Regions from separate parts of the Mus musculus genome. Here all the other regions are linked to region 2. Evidence: chromatin contacts called from public HiChIP or PLAC-seq data. All regions are on one chromosome and are shown on one strand. The core of a region is the stretch at or near the end of the contact, and the rest is flanking DNA. Distances in the headings are between cores, read along the strand shown. Region 1 overlaps Mical3 (microtubule associated monooxygenase, calponin and LIM domain containing 3). Region 2 overlaps Atp6v1e1 (ATPase, H+ transporting, lysosomal V1 subunit E1). Region 3 has its middle 17 kb from the start of Pex26.

What was found. HiChIP or PLAC-seq counts read pairs in DNA pulled down with a chosen protein or histone mark.
Region 1: a FOXA1 HiChIP or PLAC-seq map of pancreatic cancer cells shows a contact between it and region 2. The contact joins two enhancer-like sites. A contact is called at or near these places in 3 of 484 Hi-C or Micro-C datasets (the G1E-ER4 cell line, cerebral cortex and cortical neurons), 1 of 115 datasets of contacts at active chromatin or transcription factors (pancreatic cancer cells) and 1 of 9 other capture datasets (macrophages).
Region 3: a contact with region 2 is called in an HNF4G HiChIP or PLAC-seq map of pancreatic cancer cells. The contact joins two enhancer-like sites. A contact is called at or near these places in 1 of 15 datasets of contacts at CTCF or cohesin (pro-B cells), 10 of 484 Hi-C or Micro-C datasets (B cells, CD4 T cells, the G1E-ER4 cell line and 4 more), 2 of 115 datasets of contacts at active chromatin or transcription factors (embryonic stem cells and pancreatic cancer cells) and 2 of 9 other capture datasets (embryonic stem cells and liver).

Annotation. Positions count from the first base shown.
Region 1 is chr6:121,120,701-121,124,986 of GRCm38.p6, reverse strand. All of the region lies in intron 1 of Mical3 (microtubule associated monooxygenase, calponin and LIM domain containing 3), which reads left to right. Among named protein-coding and RNA genes, the nearest start is that of Mical3, 8.2 kb to the left of the region's middle. Within about 2 kb of position 2,161, at least 37 of the 459 cell types and tissues checked have an H3K27ac peak or open chromatin away from gene starts, as enhancers often do. A contact at or near this core is called in pancreatic cancer cells, where this site is marked.
Region 2 is chr6:120,796,010-120,800,239 of GRCm38.p6, reverse strand. Atp6v1e1 (ATPase, H+ transporting, lysosomal V1 subunit E1) reads left to right here. Exons shown (of 9, transcript NM_007510.3): 8 at 2,276-2,363. Among named protein-coding and RNA genes, the nearest start is that of Slc25a18, 24 kb to the right of the region's middle. Within about 2 kb of position 1,984, at least 87 of the 459 cell types and tissues checked have an H3K27ac peak or open chromatin away from gene starts, as enhancers often do. A contact at or near this core is called in pancreatic cancer cells, where this site is marked.
Region 3 is chr6:121,164,410-121,168,544 of GRCm38.p6, reverse strand. It overlaps a transcript of Mical3 not described here. Among named protein-coding and RNA genes, the nearest start is that of Pex26, 17 kb to the left of the region's middle. Within about 2 kb of position 2,239, at least 56 of the 459 cell types and tissues checked have an H3K27ac peak or open chromatin away from gene starts, as enhancers often do. A contact at or near this core is called in pancreatic cancer cells, where this site is marked.

The DNA.
Region 1 (4,286 bases), core at 912-3,411, 320 kb before region 2:
CTGTTCTCTTTTCCTGGCTTCTAAAGTCTCCCACCAATGCCTCCCAGACTCTGCTTAACCTATGACCTGCAACACAACCTCAGCCGAGCCTCAGATAGAGTGCCTCTGGGCCCTATTTTTTTTTTTTTTATTTTAACATGCAAAGTAGCAAATTTCCTTTTGCCATTTTCAGACATACTTAGTTTTGGTTGACCCTTCTTCCCCTATCCAGTTCTCTTTCCCATCCCAAAGAGGGTGGACATCCGGGCTCTGTTCCTTCTCCGAAGGCAGCAGAGGAGAGTTAAAGTGAGTGCATATTTACATATGCTCCATGCTCTCCCCATCTCCAGGGGCATCTGGACTTCCTAGTAGGCATTCCATAGACTAGACACTGAGAGATGTCCAGGTTTTAAAATCTAGTGTGGGGACCATTGAAACGACTTGTTGGGTAAAGGCGCCCACTGCTAAGCCTGACAGCCTGAGTTTGATTCCTGGGACCTACACGGTGAAAGGGGAGAACCAACTCCTAGAAGTTGTCCTTTAACCTTCATATGCATGAGAGTGTGTGTGTGTGCGTATACATGTGTGATGTGTGTACATATGTATGTGTGCATATATGTGTCTATGTATGTGTGTGCATTTTTGCATGTGTGTTTGTGTATATATGTATATGTATGTGTGTAGGTATGTATTGTGTATGTGTATGTTTGTGTGTGTATGTGTATGTATGTGTGTATGTGTCTATGTGTGTGTATGTATGTATTGTATATGTGTGTATTTGTGTGTATATGTGTATGTATGTGTGTGTATATGTGTATGTATGTGTGTATGTGTCTATGTGTATGTATATATATATATGTGTGTGTACATATGTATGTGTGTATATATGTGTCTATGTGTGTCTATGTATGTGTATTTTTGCATGTGTGTTTGTGTGAATATGTGTATGTGTATATATGTGTTTATGTGTGTGTATGTATGTATTGTGTTTGTGTGTATATGTGTGTATGCATGTGTATATGTATGTGTGAGTGTATGTATGTATCTATGTGTGTGTATATGTATGTGTGTATATTGTGTGTGTTGTGATAGAGATGGGCAGAAAGAGAGAGAGAGAGAGATTTTTGAGATTCTATCTGGATCTACTTAGAGGCAGTAGATCTACATAGATCTTTGGACTAGACCCGGCCTCAGTTACTGTGTTTACTCACTAGGTGGCTGTAATTTGCACTTTTAGGGCAGCCAATCTAACCAGTGCATACCCCAGGCCGGACACTTATATATGCAGCATTTCCGGCAGCCCTAGAGAACACAGAAAGGTGGCATTGCTGTAGCTGTTTCTCTCACTTAGAGTCAATGCAGTTCTGACAGTGACATGACTTGGATTTTCATGTGGCAGCCTACAGGAAGGCAAGCATTTGAACTCATCTTGGCTGTGCGTCATATCACTCCCCTCATGCCTTTATACCAAAATGTGAGTTCAAATTCTGGCCATGATCTCCTTAGTTGTGTGACCTTGGGAAAATACCCTAGTGTCTCTACAGAGTTCCACGGCTCAATGATTTTTAGTACTTTGTAGACAAATAGGTGGCAATGACATGGGTGAGGTGAAGGAGAGGCAGGAGGGTGGCAGTTGTTGGGGGTGCATTGCAAACAACAGAAATAGGCTCTTGGGCTAACTTTTGGAAGGGGAAGGAAAGTGAGAGAGAGAGAGAGAGAGAGAGAGAGAGAGAGGCTATGAATTAGCTTCATGAAAAGGTAGTTCCCAGGTGTCAGGAAGGACTGGAACCAGGCAGCCAGCCAAGGGGATCTAAACAGAAAGGTAACTAGCTTGTCCCTGCAGGGTGTTCTTGGCTGGAAAAACTCTTGCTCATCTTTCTGTGGCTTTGTGCTTCCCACTCAAATTCCAGGAAGAAAGGTCAGAGCTCCTGGGTGGAGCCGGGCTCCCTGCCACCAGCTGGTAGATGGGATGACAGGACCTTGGGTGAAATGCTCACCTTGCAGCCTTCATATCCCATTCCCATGTGTGGGGATGCTGGGTGGGCAAAAGCCACAGACGTCCAGCAGGAAGCCAGCCAATGCCAGCAAGTGTCCCGGCCCAGGAGCCCCGGGTGCATGGCCTTGTGAAATCCTAGGTCCATGTGTCATGTGTCAGCACACATGGACGATGATGTTTGCACAGCATTCTGGGTGAACTGGCAGGGTGATCCAAGAGGAGGAGCCTGGCAGGGAAGTTCTGGCCACCTCTTGCCCTACTGCCCCAGGAGGCCTGGGGGGTGAAGCAATGCTGTATGGAACCCGTTGGTAACCAACCTCGTGGACGCTTGAGCTTCTGTAGTAAACCTTCAGCCCTTTTCAATCCTGCTTTTCTTCTCCCAAGTGTTGGAGGGGGGGCAGATTGTTTTGTTGTTGTGATTTTGGCTTTGTGTTTGTTTGTTTGTTTGTTTGTTTGTTTGTTCTGAGACAGGGTTTCTCTGTATAGCCCTGGCTGTCCTGGAACTCACTTTGTATGCCAGAGCTGGCCTTGAACTCACAGAGATCCACCTGCCTCTGCCTCTTGAGTGCTGGAATTAAAGATGCCTGGCCTACAGTGGTTTTTTTGTTTTTTTGTTTGTTTGTTTGTTTGTGTGTTTTTTGGTTTTTTTTTTTTTTGAGTTGTTGTTTTAAATTGTTTTTAAATTGTAGAGCCAAGTGTTGGTGTTGCACTGCCTAATTCCAGCACCAGGAAGGCAGAGGCAGGAGAATCTTTGTGAGTATGAGTTCAGCCTGGTCTACAAGTTCCAGGACAGCCAACACTACGCAGAGAAACCTTGTCTTGAAAAACAAATTTGTTGTTATTGTTTTATGCTGCATGTTTTCTCAATTCTAGGGAGCGAACCTGTGGTGCTTTCTTATTTATTTATTTATTTATTTATTGTGTCTGTTTATGCTTCTGAGCCATGATACACAATAAGAAGTCAGAGGACAACTTGTAAGAATTTGTTCTTGGGTCTGGAGAGATGGCTCTGCAGTTAAGAGCACTGACTGCTCTTCTGAAGGCTCTGAGTTCAAATCCCAGCAACCACATGGTGGCTTACAACCATCTGTAATGGGATCCGATGCCCTCTTCTGTTGTGTCTTAAGACAGCTAGCTACAGTGTACACATATGCATAAGATAAATACGTTGTGTTTTGTTTTGTTTTTTTTTTTAAAGAATTAGTTCTCTCCCTCCACCGTATGGCTCAGAGATTGAACACAGGTCCCAAGCTTGGTAACAAGTGCGTTGGTCCTTTCATTGGACCTGACCTCACCTTTTAAAAGGGGCCTTCCTTGGGCCAGGCACAGAGTCAGCAGGGGTGAGCGGTCTTGCCTGAGCTGACAGAATTGATCACCTGCAGACTCTGCCCTTGGGCTTTCAGAGTCAGGGTTCCCTTTTCAGAAAATTTAGGCAAATTCTATGGATTCTATGGTGCCTGGCCCCAGACACCAGGTGGGCTGATATACTCCTGACTTCATTTTCCTAAGGAGGTTGGTACAAGGGTGAAGGTCTGTAGTCTGGCTGCTTCGTGCAGGGTATTGGGGTGGACATTGATGCTCTCCATGCACACAGAGGGCTCTCTAAGCAAGGGGACAGAACTTACTGAGGACTTCCAACCAGTGATGTGGTTTGAGGACCTAAAAGGCCATAAATTCTGGACAGATGGGACATTTTTTCCTCAACCCTTCTCTGTCCCATCTTTTTCTGGGACTAAGAGGTGGTTGCTTTGAAATTGTAACTGGTTCATTTTATGATAAAAGTATGCTCAGTACTCAAACCTCTCCCCAAATGAAAAGGCACAATAAAAGGAGCCGATTTCCTTAACTACAGCCCCACCCCACCCCACCCCCGTGCTAGGGATGAAATTTAGGACTCCTGGCACGGCTGGCACTCACTGTACCAAGAAGCCACACACCCCCAGCCCAAGAAGATGGTTTCTGGACACTCAGTTCCCACCCACTCCACTGTTTACCCAGCCGTTCCTACTGTTCACATTCTTCCTTTGAACCAGTCTCCCTGACCACCCTCTGGCCTGCCCCGCCCCAGGTCACATCCCTGCTTCTCTTGAAAGGCTTTGGTCACAGAGTATGAGCCCAGCTCTTCTCTCCCCACTTTGCAGATTACCTCCTCTACCTACTTTGGCGGGGGGGGGGGGGCGCGGGGGTGGTGGTGGTGGTGAGGGAGGGGTATATTCAAATCCCCCCTCCTCCACAAAATTCTTTAGATCTCAAGTAAGCCTTCTCAGTCTCGGGAGCAGCACCCCACCCAGAAGTTAGACCTCTATCCCAT
Region 2 (4,230 bases), core at 735-3,234:
CAACACTTTGTGCATGGGAGTGTGGAACATAATCCTGTTCGCTGTTGGAAATTAGTGTTGGTGCCCAGAGCTTTCTGTCTGACATCACATTGCTACCATTGCCTAGCCTGGAGCAGGGTCTTGGGAAACCTTGAGCTAAATGGAAAGAGCTGAGGCTTGGGGCTGTGACATGGTTGAGAACGAACATTGGCCGTCAAAAATAGATTTGGGGTTTGAGGGTTTGTTTTATTTCTTGCTACACCAGGTAGAACCCAGGATGTCATGAAAGCGTGAGTCAGATGTGGGTTTGCTTTACTCGGCTGAGGGCTGTCTGAGTGGTGATGCAACACTTATTTTGTCTCTTTGAGCCTTGGCTTCAGTTTTGGTTTTTTTGTTTTTGTTATTCTGGTGGTAAGAGGATGAGACAGGATTTCATTCTGTAGACTAGGTTGGTTTTGTTCACAGCAGCCAGGAGGCTGGGATCACAGGCATGGCTCACCATGCCCAGCTGACTTGAGTAAATTGAAGCATTTGAAATGAGATCATGTCTAGGCGTGCTCAGTGGTGCCGATGTGCTGTGGAAACTGAGCAGACAGTGCAGAGACATCAGGTACAGGGCTGGCTGATCCTCCTGGGACCTTGTCATCAGACATGTATTGAATTTCAGAGAGCAGAATAGCAATGACGTGGGCTGGGGTGCAGCTCGGTAGTTGAGAGCGTGCATAGCAGGTGTGAGATCAAGTCCCATCATCAGCACCAAAGACAGACAAAGTGCCGATGCTTCCCATTGTGTAGTATCTTCAAGTCTAAGACAGCACTGTCATGGCCAGGTATACTAACATTTCCCAATTGACACACAGGAAAAGCTAGGCATGGGGCACCTTCCTGTAATCACAGTCCTTGGGATGCTGTAGCAGAAGATTGTCAGGAGTTCATGGCCAGCAACGTGGAGATGCACATCCTACCAGCGGTGTAGCTGCCAACCTGGGCAACATAACTACACCTTGTTTGAAAACAGAAAACAAAAATTGGCAATTTTCATGCTATGCAAGATAAATAGGTCAAGATCTGCTAGTTTCTGCCAGATGACAAGAGGCAGGCAGTTCTTATCTGAAGGATGCGTGGCTTTCAGAGCCTTTTGAGGTTTAATATTACAGTTAAGAGATTGCAGGCTTACTGTTTTGGGTTAAGTGGTATTTGTTTAATGTGGTTACTACTCCTTTTGGTTTCTCAGAGTGCATTTCCTCATCTACTACATCTCGTACACGAGACTCAGGTTGCTGTGAAGTTAGGAAGCTGTAGGCTCATCAGGAGTGCTGTGCTTGCTCAGGAGGCTGATCACCTCTCAGCCTCTTGGCTCCAATTGATGATAGAGTGTTTGAGGCCAGTTTGAACCATGCAGGGAGACCCTGTCTCAAAACACAGAAGGAAAGAGAAGAAAGCTGACACTCAGTGCCTGCTGAGGTCATTTTTGCTTATTCTCTCCCTTCCTGTCCTCACATTCCCCCACAAAACACCCAGGAGTCAGGATCTCAGCAGAGCAACATCTTTAGTGCTATGGAGACTGGAAAAAAAGAGGGAGGCACAGAAAGGGGGAGATTGGTACAGCTGTGGCCATCAGCCACCGAACATCCCAAGGAGGAAGTACCAATCCTTTCCCACCTGTGCATAATGGCACGTGCCTGTAATCTCCACAGAAGCAGGAGGATTTTAGATGGTAAGTCCTAGGCTAGCCTGGGCTACCTAGTGAAATGTTGTCTCAAGTAGTATCTGGGTCCTTGTCTGATAGTCCATTTATCTTGGTAATTGACAGAACTGGTCATTTGTAGGTGAATCTTGTTCCCCATGGTTCCTTGAAATACAGTTGACCTGTGTATGTCTCTTGAGTGCTGAGAGGCTTTGAGGAGTGAGGTGACACGTGAGGGTGGCTAGAGGCAGGCACTAGGCAGCCAGGCATGTTGAGTCACTGTCCTTCCTTTGTCAGCAGCATGCAGGTGCCGCCTCTCCATAGGCTGCCTGGTGACTCATAGCTAAGAGAATTGAAGCTGGTTTCTACCTTGCTGGGAAGGGCTGGCTAGAATTGAACAGCACGCTGCAGCCCCATGGCTGTGCTCAACAGTCACTGTACCCTGTGTGCGAGCACTGTGAGTTCTCTCTGACGCTGTGGGATTAGTGTTGCCCTGTCTGTACACTTTACATGCCGAGGCTGTCCTGTGCTGAGGGTAGGAGTCGGGTAAGTGTCGTGTCATGGACATACATCTCAAGCCCGTGACATTACTTCCTGTGTTCTCTGTAGAGCTGGTGGCGTTGAGATCTATAATGGGGATCGCAAGATAAAGGTTTCCAACACCCTGGAAAGCCGGCTGGACCTGATAGCCCAGCAGGTGAGTGCAGACTCTGGTTACGTGTCGGCTGGCACTTACTGCAGAGAACTCAACGCTGATCTTCATGTCTCCACATTTGTACACTGAACCCAAGGATACAAGCCTAAAGTGCTGGTCATCTTCCAGACATGGGTTAACAGTTTCTGTTGACTTTCTTAATCCCTTATTTAGGAGTATAGTTTCAACTGGGTGTGGTGGTGCATGCCTAGAGACAGGCAGATCTCTGTGAGTTCGAGGCCAGCCTGGTCTACAGAGTGAGTTTCAGGACAGCCAGGGCTACACAGAGAAACCCTGTCTAGAAAGAACAAAAACAAACATACAAATACAGAGTAGGTTAGCCAGATGTGGTAGCTGATTGGGAGACTGATGGAGGGTTACTGTGAGGCCGGTCTGAGCTGCAGGTTGGGACCCTGTCTCCCAGAGAGTGCAGTATGCTGAAATGAAAGTGCGTGTCTTGTAGCCAGAGCACTTGTGCATCATCTTCAGGAGGCCTAGAGCTAGTTAGCCCTCTGTGCTAGCCAGTCCTGCAGATGGGGAGTTAGCGGAGATGAGAGATAAATAGCTCAGTGAGTAAAGTTCTTGCCTCATAAGCTTGAGGAGCTGAGGTCTCCTGGGAGGCTTCATCCATCAGCAGCAGATGCAGAGACTCACAGGTAAACATCAGCAGGAGCTCAGGGAGTCTTGGGGGAGAGTGGGGTAGGGGTGAGCAAGCTGGAGGGGTCAAGAACACCACAAGACGACCCACAGAGTCAACTAACCTGAGACCATGAGGGCCAGAGTGTGGCCACCAACCAGGGAGCATGCAGGAGCTGGACAAATGTGCAGCTTGGTCTCCATGTGAGTCCCCTAACAAGTGGAGAGGGGACTGGCTGTCTTGGTCTCTGTTCCCTGCCATTGGACCCCTTTCCTCTACCTGGACTGCCTGGTTAGGTCTCAGTGGGAGAGGATGTGCCTAGTCCTCATGGGACTAGCTGTTCCAGGATGGGGTTCCTGTTCTCCAAAGAGAAGGGGAGAGGGCAATAGGAGGAGGGATCTGTAAGGGTAGGACGGGGGCGGGGGGCTGTGATTAGGATGTAAAGTTTATATAAATATATAGAAAAGGAAGGAAGGAAGGAGAGAGAGAAAGAAGCCACATAAAGTCAGGCATGGTGACATGTTTCTAGTTCCAGCCATGGGGAAGCAGATGCAGGAGGATTCTTTGGGCTCGTTGGCCATCTACCCTAGCTGAGTCATGCAAGCCCCAGACCAGTAAAAAGTGGATTGCTCCAAAGGAATGACATTTGTGGTTGTCCTCTGGCCTCTCTCGCACACATTCAGTTCTTTACCAGTACCTAAAGCTGTATTTGATGGAGCACAGTAAAGAAACTGCTGACATGACCCTTCCATGATAATGGTTAAGGCTTTTGTTGTAGAAACGAGAACAGCCAGAGGCATCTGGAAGAGTCCAGAACAGAAGGAGAAAGACGTAGACTGGACATGGTGAGGGCTAGCACAGTGGGTGAGAAGTTCCCATGGAGCTATCAAGGGAGACTGTACAGTGTGGGAGGACAGAAGAGATCTGTGAGAAAAGTGGGGCAGAAGGGAACAGATGGCTGTCTGGGAGCTGAGAAAGGCTAGGATGGCAGTGTGGGTTTGAAATGTGTAACAGCTACTTGGGATACTGAGGGAGCCTGGAGGCCTGCAGGGGCTTTGACACACAACCTATATCCCTTCTGCCAGAGTGGGAACTACTTTCACAAGATCCTGAGCAATGCTGGCTTTTATCAAACTTCCAGACCATTGGAGTGCCTGAGACCCCACAAAAGCCAATGTGGTTACTCTTAGGGGTCACACTCATCCTTGTAACTCTCTGTCAAGACATCAACAG
Region 3 (4,135 bases), core at 990-3,489, 370 kb before region 2:
CCCTCTCTCCAGACCCTAGGTCTGTGAATGTTATTAAATGAATGAGAAGAATCCCTTGGCTTAATGAGTAGCCAGGTCTCTTGTAGTAAAGAAAGAAAGTGGTGAGAATTTTCCAGGCCTAACACCTGACTCAAAACACACCCATTACCTAGAAGTCTGACTTCTCCACACAAGCTCTGCCTCCCCCTCATTCTTTACTCCACATCCTGGTCTTGTCTACCCCAGGCTGCCCTGAGGGAACTTACCAAAGCAGCCCTTTGAAAAGAGGGCACGCTGTGTTCTTGGATGTGAGTTCCTTTTGCTCCTCTTCCTAAGGCCGGGGATGTGGGTGGCCTGAACTCTCTCTAAACCACAGATCAGCCTCCTCCCTCAGCCTCAGAGAGGGAGCAGAGGTGAAAACTTGGAGCAGAGGTGAAAACTAAAATATAGGGCTGGCGTCGACAAAATAAGAAGAGAATCACTACTTAGCTGGGAGTCACGAGGACAGGAACACAAGGCTGAAATTAAAGAGGAACCTTTTTGATTCGGGCAGTGTTTAAGTAGATTTCCACAGCAGGGATTGTCTGCTTGAAGCTAATGTGCGACCCCCAAGAAGCACTTCCTGCCCCAGCATTCTATGCCGGGGGCCAGACTGTGGCCTTCCTGAGACTCCTCAGGAGCTGCTCAGATCTGCAGTAAATTAGCTGGCCCTGCCAGGAGGAGAGAGCATGGCTCCCAAAGACAACCATTCACTAGGTCAGGATGCCCTGCGGCACCTCCTCAGCCCTTGGCGGCACAGAACAGTGGTCTTCAGTGTGCAGAGTGGCCTGGGTTAAATGGGCCTTCTCAGCAGCCCTGGGATCCCTCAGCAGATGGTCAGCGTCTGAGGAGCAGAGGCTCCCAATGCCTTTGTGCCAGCAGCTTCTTCCCAAGTTCCTAACACCAGCTACCACTCACTGAACTGTGGGCCAGCCCTGATTGGTTCGTTTTTCCTCTTTCGAGACAGGGTCTTGCTCTACCATTGGCTGTAGCTGATCCTGACCCTCAGCAGCCCATCCCTTAGGAGGTGTGGGGGCTGAAACAATCCTTCAGGCATGCCCAACAGTCAGGCTTAATCATCTTAGTCTAAAAGTGTTTGTGGTGCTGGGAATGGGTCCTGGGGCATTGGGTTGGCCAGTGGGGTGAGTCTAGACCGAGCCTCATTCTTCTCTCTTAGAGAGAACCAAATTCTCGATGCCCATCAGACATGCTGACAGGGCACAGTGCTACCCCTGCAGACCCACGTATGAGGACCCCAAGGGGCCCTTTCTCCTAGCTAGGCCAGGTGCAAGCAAGGGCTGGCAAGGTTAAGCAGAGGAAACAGGGTTGGAGGGGGTAACCTGGGAGTAGTGTAGAAAGCTAGGTATGGGCGAGAACATCCAGGTTCCTTCTCTAGAAGGAACTAGTTCATGCAGAACTAGGAAAAGGCTATGGGGTTGGGACAGAGCTATGAGGACGTCCTGAGCACTTTTACCTCACTAGGTTATAAGGGTAAAACACAGTCATTGCTCAAACAGAACCTTGAGTAATAGGGACAGCCATATGCAGAAGAGTAGCATAAAAATCTTTTAAGTTTTCGAACAATTGAACCTCCAATCCAATTAGCATATTTTATGGATATTCATTCCCCACCCCATTTTCCCTCCCTCTCCTTCCTCTACCTGGTGCTGGGGCTAAAACCCAGGGCCTCCTTGATGCCAGGCAAGTGCTGTGCCACCCAGCTTTGTAGGTATTCTCAAGGTATAAAGTTTTCGCTACCCAGATGGCCCAGCCTGAGGTTCTCTATGCCTCTCGCTGGTTAAATCACACAGCCCCTACCACATCCTGACAAGTTCCCACCTAGTCCCTACCTAGCTGCCTGACATTGACTTCTACGTCTGTGGTGGGAACAACCTCAGACCAGCTTTTCTGAACAAGTCAAATCCTTCCTCATTCCCGGACCTTTGCAAACTCCGAGTCCTCAGCTGAGAGCGCTCAGTGTGACCTCTCCTATACCACTCTTAGGCCTGTGTGCCAAAAGTAGAATCGGCCGTGTCCTCGACGGCCACAGCTGTACAGAATACGGGAGGCCAGAGAGATAGAGACGGAGCCCAGATTCCCCTCCCCTCCTGCTTAATTTTTCTTTGCTATTCACATGCTGACTGCCTGACCTCACCCTGTGAGATGCCACAGAGATTAGCTAATTAACGATAGTGACTCTCTGGGGACATTGGGTCGTTAATATTTAACAGACACAGCTGAGAGAGCAGTGACCCAGGAAGGCAATGGTGAGAGGCTCTGAACATCCTGATGGGAGGCCCGTGCTCCATCCTCTGTACTTCCCAAAGGCTGCACTCCACTCTTGGCAAGGCACAGCCTAGAGTGCATGCAGCCTGGAGGCTCGCCTCACACACCATCCAATACACACAGTGCTCCTCCTTGTGGTATTCTAGACCTCTGGGGATTCTGGGAGACCTAGCGGCCACCATCCCTGTCTTGGGTCCTATTCCCCATTCCCAGAGCAGAGAGGAGCCTGGGGACAAAGGAGATTTGAAAAAGAGGAGGAAGGCAAGGAGGAGGGGAAGGGAAAGGAGGGGGAAGGAAGGAGGAAGAGAAGGAGAAGAAGAGGAAGAAGAAAGGAAAGGGGAGGAGGAGCAATGGTCACTGGCAGCGAATAAATCCAAGCAAAAGACCTGTACCAGCTGCAGTCTGATGGAGAGAGTCAGCATGCCCTTGAATTATTCTGTTTATACTTAATACAAACTGATAGTCTGGGCCTAAATTTAATAGCTTGCACTGCAGTTGCAGGTCATTCATGAAGACAAATGCACGCCGCAGTTTTTGCCCATCCAGATTTATTCAGGGTTCTGGCACCACTCCACACCAAGCCTTGCTGATTTCCTGGATAACTTCACTGTCTAAACAGACCATTTCTTTACAAACTAGGGATCAGAGCCCATTACTGTGTCGTGAAATTGATTAGAGGGTTGTAACAGGATTATGTTTTAAAGAAACATGAGCATGTCCAAGCACTTCACCTAAAGGTTGTATGATTTGGAGCTATAATGTTTACTTAGACAATACACATTGAACAAAAACCTACCAATGAGATCATTTCAATAATATATTTGCATGTAGTAGATCATAATGTAAACTACATTTTTTATTGCACAGCATAATTAAAATTCGATGTATATATAGTGAGATATTAGTTGGCCTTTCAGGGGAAGAAAATTCTGACACTTAAGGACATTATAGTAAGCAAATTCAGTCAGCTACAAAGAGAAAATATTTCTTGATACCACTTATAAGAGGCTCCTAGAATAGCCAAGTTCACCGAGAACGTTATAGAATTCCATGGGCTGGTGATGGTGTGAGGAACAGAGTTTTGGTTTTTCTGAAGAAAATAGTTCTGTGAAGGATGGGGATGATGATAACACTGGTCATGGTAGGAACACTTTTGTGTGTGTATGAGGAGTCGAGAGCAGAATCCTACTGGGTTGCCCAAACTCAATTTGAGCTCACTGTGTAGTTCAGGTTGGCCTTGAACTTGTGACCCTCCCACCTCTGTCTCCCAAGTACTAACTATTAGCATCCAGCTCCCCAGTTTTTACCCCAGCATCCAGCTTACATATGAACCCAAGTTCTTTGGAAAAATAGCAAGCACTTTGTCTGTGTCGCCATTCTCTCCACCCCGCCCCCACACACTTGCCATTTTTTTTATTAGATATTTTCTTCATCTCCATTTCAATTGCTATCCCAAAGTCTCCTATACCCTCCCCCAGCCCTGCTCCTCTACACACCCACTCCCACTTCTTGGCCCTGGCGTTCCCCTATACTGGGGCATATGAAGTTTGCTAGACCAAGGGGCCTCTCTTCTCAATGATGGCCAACTAAGCCATCTTCTGCTATGTATGCAGCTAGAGACACGAGCTCTGGGGGTACTGGTTAGTTCATATTGATGTTCTGCCTATAGGGTTGCAGACCCCTTCAGCTCCTTGGGTACTTTCTCTAGCTCCTCCATTGGGGGCCCTGTGTTTCATCCTATAGATGACTGTGAGCATCCACTTCTGTATTTGCCAGCCACTGGCAAAGCCTCACAGGAGACAGCTACATCAGGGTCTTTTCAGCAAAATCT